Regions from separate parts of the Oryctolagus cuniculus genome. Here region 2 is linked to region 1. A link is a contact called in public Micro-C data. All regions are on one chromosome and are shown on one strand. Each heading gives the region's core, a stretch centred on a gene start, on an enhancer-like site or on the middle of the called end of the contact. The rest is flanking DNA. Distances are from core to core; before and after follow the strand shown. Region 1 overlaps CCDC34 (coiled-coil domain containing 34). Region 2 has its middle 140 kb from the start of BBOX1.

Region 1 (3,225 bases), core at 486-2,985:
TTTAACTGGGTTCACAACAGTGAGCAGAAAGAGTCAGAGGAATTGGCTCAAAGATTTACAGGTAGTCCATCCATGTTCCTTCTCAAATATAGTAGACAGCATGACACTTGACAACAACAAAAAAACCTCCCATAAACAGCTGCTTTGCAATCTTATGAGAAAAACCAATCTGAATGAGTTCTGCTTTCTGCGTGTATGAATTCTACAGGTCTATTCTCAAAATTTTGATTTGCAATAAATTAGGCTTCAAGGTCATGGCTGTCCAATTGTTAATTCAGAGGATAGAAATATGTAGCCTCATGGTTTTCCATGGGATTTGAAATCATTACTTATACATTCTCCATTGCTGATAGTGTTAGAAATTGGATTAGAAAATGTATTCTTCATCCTTCTAATATCATGCAAGCTTGAAACAGGAAACAAAGATAAAAATTATTTGGGGCTTGCTGCTCAGTGTGGTCCAAAGACCAGTCACACTGGCATCATCTGGGAGAGCCTTTCCAATGCAGAATTTCAGTTCCTCCACCTTCAACCTCACACCCAGAACTACTGAATAAAAATCTGCATTTTTAACAAGATTCCCAGTGATTGCTGTGTACATTAAAATTTGCATTATCCTAAAGTAGGTAATAGTGATTCTGTTGCCAACCTTCTGAGTTTTCCCACCTGAAAGCTTTAAGAAGAAACAGCAGCCCCTGAGAACAGAGAGGAGAAAATTACTCAGCTTGTGATCATTCATGGAACCATGGATCTAGCTGTTTGCATTGTTCTAGAAAATTTCCCAATGCTGACACCATAAATTTAAGTCACTCTTAAAATGGGCTGGCAGATTCCAGCTTGGTGTGACCCAAATCAGCTGATTTGTCTTGGTTACTTATTAGACTTCAGGGGAGAGGAGTGGAACGCCTTAAACAACTGGCCCAACAAGGAAGGGCAGCTGTTTCTCATCAACGGCAATGAACACACCTAGCAGGGCTTCATTCTTCGTAACCTGCCATCTCCTGCCTCTCTGGCAGCAGAGAAAGCCTTCCTGCCAGAATGACTGCAGACACCAAGAGCTGCAACGAGAGCTCAGGCTTGACATGGTAGTGGAAGGGAGCCTTTTCCACGTCAATGGGTGAAGAAAATACAAAACAAAAATAAATTATGTCTTAGAATACTCTTACCTTGGCAGGTGCCGCGGCTCAATAAGCTAATCCTCCGCCTGCGGCGCCAGCACACCGGATTTTGGTCCCGGTTGGGGCGCCAGATTCTGTCCCAGTTGCTCCTCTTCCAGGCCAGCTCTCTGCTGTGGCCAGGGAGTGCAGTGGAGGATGGCCCAAGTGCTTGGGCCCTGCACCCCACGGGAGACCAGGAGGAAGCACCTGGCTCCTGCCTTCGGATCAGTGCGGTGCGCCGGCCGCAGCACGCTGGCCGCAGTGGCTATTGGGGGGTGAACCAACGGTAAAAGAAGACCTTTCTCTCTCTCTCTCTCACTGTCTACTCTGTCAAAAAAAAAAAAAGAATATTCTTACCTCCTCAGCACCAGAAAGTCGTTGGTTGCAGGAAACAACATGGACTTAATGACAGCTTTTCCAGAGAGGTAGTCAGCATTTCTTTAAATAATACACTGATTTGGGGAGGGCCTGGCACAGCAGGTTAAACCTCTGCTTGGGAAGCCCGCATCACATATCAGGGTGCCAGATGGAGTCCTGACGGCTCAGCCTCTGATCCGGCTCCCTGCCAATGCTCCTGGGATGGCTCAAGTACTTTAGCTACTGCCACTCACATGGAAGATCCAGAATTTTTAGGTCCTGGCATCAGCCTTGCCCAGTAACAGCTTTTGTGGTCATTTGGGGAGTGAACCAGAAGATACAAGATTTCTCTTTCCCTCCCTCTGCCACCCCCAAATAAGTAAATAAATAAATCTTTTTAAAAAACATATAGACTTGTCTGTTTTTAAAGAGTTAAGTTGGGCGAAAGCAGGATTTATGAGGGTATATCGTTCAATTTTTTTAAAAAATTGGCGAATCAGTGCCTGACAATTTCATTGGTCACTTTTGCTAATGGTGCTATGGTTTGTCCCCACTTTTTAACCTCATGCTGAGGTTAAATTCATCAATGCAACAGTGTTGGGAGATGAGCACTAGTGGGAGGTATTTCAGGAGGCAGATTCCTCACGAATAGCATAATGCTGTCTCCAGGGAGAAGTGACTTCTTGCTCTTGGGACTGGATGCGTGTTACTGCAGAGCAGGTTGTACAGTGAGTTGGGCTTCCTGAGCTTTCTCTTGCCTCCTCTCTCATCATGTGATCTCTCTTTCACATGCACCCACTTGCCCTTCCACTCTCTGCCATGCAGCCCTCAGCAGAAGCCAATCAGATTCTAGCACCACACTCTTGGATATCTGTGAGCCAAACTAAATCTCTTGCTTTATAAATTACTCAGTCCTGGGTGTTCTGTTATAGCAATAGAAAATGCAAGAAGAAATGGGTATTAGCAATTACGTCTTTACTTTGCTTCCTGAAAATATATATGAAAAATGATATTTAGTGTTCTGAAGATGATTGTTTTCTTCAGAATTGAAACACAGCCTGAAGGACTATAAGAAAAGGAAATATCAAGACTCTACTTTCCCTAAATAAATTTGGGTAGAAAATCAGCTAAACCTAAGATCCTTGTGTTCCTGCAAACTTTGCTTTTCACGATCTAAAGTCTGAGTCTGGTCATCTAAATGTTCCACACACTCCATGAAGAAAGTCCATCAGATCACAGGAATATGTGGATGGAGTAGGTGGGCTGGAGTATTGCTCAGAATCATAGAGAGAAATAAAGGCCCTCAAAGCGAATAGATATTGTTCTTAAGCACAATACTCTGATTCCCCAAATCACACAGAGAAGATATCACTGCAGCATACCTTCTCCTTCAGAACATTCTGGAGTCCTTTACTGTAACAAGCGAACTGTTTTAAGTGAGAATTCTCTAACTCTGGTCCTAGCATGAGAAAAGCACCAGTTAAGAACTTCAGAGGGTACTATTAGGAAACCCAAAGCCAGAGACAAGGAACTTCCTCATCTTGCCTGGGTACAAAAATCATCAAACAACAATGTCAGGAGGCACAGAATTTCTAATGAATTATTTTAGCTTGCTTATTTATTTTTAGAAACACACACACACAAACACACACACACACAGACAGAGAGCTCCCATCTGCTAGCCCACTCATTCCCCAAATGCCCGACTGGG
Region 2 (3,225 bases), core at 276-2,775, 110 kb before region 1:
TTTGGTATGTTGTGCTGTTATCCTCATTTACTTCCAGAAAGTTTTTGATTTCTCTTTTGATTTCTTCTATGACCCATTGTTCATTCAGGAGCATGTTGTTCAATCTCCATGTGTTTGCGTATGCTCTAGGGATTCCTGAGTTGTTCATTTCCAACTTCATTCCTTTATGGTCAGCTCAACTTACTTTTCAAGATTAAGCCAATGTTTTACCCCAGAACGGTGCATTGAGGGTTACTGAATCTTACAGAGCTAACTAAATTCCCATTTAGCTTCCCTTCCTTGACAATGGGAGGAGAATTGACTGGTGGGATAGGGCTAACCTTTTCCAGGTCCCTGAACATAAAAGGGTTAAAATACCCCTCCTCAGTGGCTCCCTTTCCTTTTTCTATGCCTCATTCCTTCTGCTCCCAGCTATTCCCAGGTCCTTCACCTCCCTCTCGCCCTCCCCTCTCCACCTCCCCAGTCATCCCCTGGTGAGTGACATAGAACATGGAAAATAAACCCCTGCTCTTCTGGGCTCTGAGCCCAGAATACTCTTCCCCTGATTTCTTCTAGCTAAATCCTGCTGTCCTTCAAGGCCTGCCACAAATCCCTCCTCCACCTCAAGTCTTCCATTATCTCTGCTGGAATGAGTTTTCCCTCCTCCGGCTCACAGAGCACTCAATTATTCATTCGGTTATGGCACTTACTTCCTCTGCCTCATGTTGCAAAAAGCTGTTTACAACCAGTCAGTGTTTCCTACAAGACTGGGAGCAACTCAAAAGCAAGGGTCTGGTTTAGTCATTTCTGATACCCCCACCTGCAGCTTCTACCATGGTACTTTGCAAACCACGGAAACATAGTGGGCATATTGGTCAAGTTGAATTCTTCAAAGAATCCAGCCTTAGAAACTCCAAAAGCACTGGACACTTTGTAAGCCTTCTGAAGCATGAAGTAAAACACTTTGCCTAGAGCAGGAAGGTGTTCATCAAAGCACCATCATCTTCAGGCAGCCTGTGAGCTCACTTGTTTTCCTCCCATTTTTCCTTACAAACAGTCTGCCTCATGTGTTTCCTTTTCTGCTACTAGAGCGCACTGTCAGCAAGCTTTGAGTGTTGATCCAAATATTGATGCAGGAAATGTTGGTCGGCAAGCCTGAGCTTTAGTTCCAGAAGCCTCCTGGGGTTCCAGCACCCTAACAAGTACCTGAGTGCCTGCTTGTCTCAGACGAGCTGGTGTGGCTTTTAGGGTGCCATGGACTGAGCACACGTTCCAGAGATGTAAAGATTCCATGCAAGTTTTGCCCTGCCACTTGGCTTGTCATTCAACCTTCTGCAAACTGTTTAACTTCTCTGAACTTTCATTTCTTCATCTATAAATAGGGACTGGCGAAGCTTGGGCTCATATGAAAAGGCAAATAGAGAAATACTTTCTAGACTCTGGATCTCTGGAAAGTAAGTTTCTACCTTGCATTTCAGACAATTTCATCTGCTTAAGGTGTGAATGTGTCTCTCCCAGGAAGAAAACTGCCAAGGCCCAGTTTGGGGAGAAGCATAAGCAAATACTACTAAGACAGCTGACAAGCTTAACTGCTGTCTCCACTGGGAACTCAGCAAAAACAAAAGTGTTCAATCACTGGAAAACATGTCCTCTTATTAAATAAGTTACTATTTCTTCCTCCTGCCCCTTCTCCAAGGCTCTCTGTCATCATCAGATGGGCTCCGTGGATAGAAACACCAGGCGAAAGGAATCCTGCCTCTGGGTATCTCTGGAGAGACTGCCATGTTGCTGTTGGCTGCCCTGCCAAGGGAATTCTATGAAGTTCAGTTAAGGAAACCCCAGACAATGAGGCTGTGTTACCACCCAGTATTGCTTCACTTGCCATATGCAGACAGGTCTGCAGAGCCAGCAGTCAGCAGCTGTGTTTACAACTTCCCACCAGCCTTCTTAATAAATGAATTCATTCCAGGCCTGTTGTTCACCCTGGGTAGGCTTCTGTGGCACAGGAAGGCCACGGGTTATCCCTGTGGGAGAACCACACAGCATCTGGGCCCTGTTCTTGCTGGAGGCAGTGCAGGGCAAGTGCTGGGAGAGGAGAAAAGGCTGGCTGAGAGGGTACAAAGAAGCCTCATGCACAAGAGCTCACCATGGCCTTCTCCCATGCTACAGACCATAATCAAGTTCAAAGAGGCTCTCGGTTTCAGTTTCCATGACTTCGAATATTTTGGCTCCCAAATTACCAATGCACAGCACATTTCGGACCAAATGCCACAAAAAGTATCCTGAGGATATGAACTAAACTCATGATCACTTCCACTGAATTATGACATTCTCTGAGTTGGAAAATGTCTCATTACCTGATCAGAAAGGTCTGAAGAAGCAGTTACCAGCTCATATAGCAACTCCCAGGGAGAAAAGAAGCCTGCCTTATTTTCTAAGAAATCCTGTTTCATAATAGATTCCATCATTGGGAAACTATAAAATAGGAGCCAGGGGAAAATAACTAGAAAATAGCCTCCATCTTTACAATTTCATTTTCTAAAAACAAAAATGAATATTTGTGTAATTTTAATGGCAAATGAATTATATCCTCAAATCAGGTGGCTCTGTGTGACTTGAGTCAAACAAAAAATCAACGTAACAGAAGAGAATCACTATCAAAATATTAATGAACTCATGGGGACAGCATTGTGGCATAGTGAGTTAAGCCTACACCTGCAACACCAACATCCCCTGTGGGCACTGGTTCAAGTTCTGACTGCTCTACTTCCAATCCAGCTCCCTGCTAGCGCACCTGGGAAAGCGGTGAAGGATGGCTCAAGTGCTTGGACGCTTGCACTCACGGGGGAAACCCAGAGGAAGTTCCTGACTGCTGGTTTTGGGCTGGCCCAGCACCAGCCATCGTGGCTATTTACGGAGTGAACCAGTGGATGGAAGAACTCTCTCTGTTTCTCCCTCTCTTTCACTGTAACTTTGCCTTTCAAATAAATAAAATGAATAAATCTTTTTCAAAATGCTGAATTTTGTATTTAGTGGTGGGTTAAGCTTTTGATTTTAAAGAAAATTGAAACTATATCATTGTAAAAATTAGCAGAAAAATAAGAATGAGGGAGGGTAGAAGTGGAGGGAGGGTTGGAGTGAAGGTAGGGTGAGAAATATCATTATGCTCTTTTTTTTAAAGATTTATTTATTTGAAAGAGTTACACAGAGAGAGGAGAAGCAGAGAGAGAGAGAGAGAGAGAGAGA

The links. Hi-C and Micro-C count contacts between places; a contact is called where the count stands out from the background.
Region 2: a Micro-C map of ear pinna shows a contact between it and region 1, with 9 times the contacts expected there. The contact joins two enhancer-like sites. A contact is called at or near these places in 6 of 6 Hi-C or Micro-C datasets (ear pinna, embryonic fibroblasts, liver and 3 more).

Annotation. Positions count from the first base shown.
Region 1 is chr1:39,113,766-39,116,990 of mOryCun1.1, reverse strand. All of the region lies in intron 8 of CCDC34 (coiled-coil domain containing 34), which reads right to left. Among named protein-coding and RNA genes, the nearest start is that of CCDC34, 83 kb to the right of the region's middle. Within about 2 kb of position 1,735, at least 1 of the 8 cell types and tissues checked has an H3K27ac peak or open chromatin away from gene starts, as enhancers often do. A contact at or near this core is called in ear pinna, where this site is marked.
Region 2 is chr1:39,224,576-39,227,800 of mOryCun1.1, reverse strand. No RefSeq gene overlaps it. Among named protein-coding and RNA genes, the nearest start is that of BBOX1, 140 kb to the left of the region's middle. Within about 2 kb of position 1,525, at least 1 of the 8 cell types and tissues checked has an H3K27ac peak or open chromatin away from gene starts, as enhancers often do. A contact at or near this core is called in ear pinna, where this site is marked.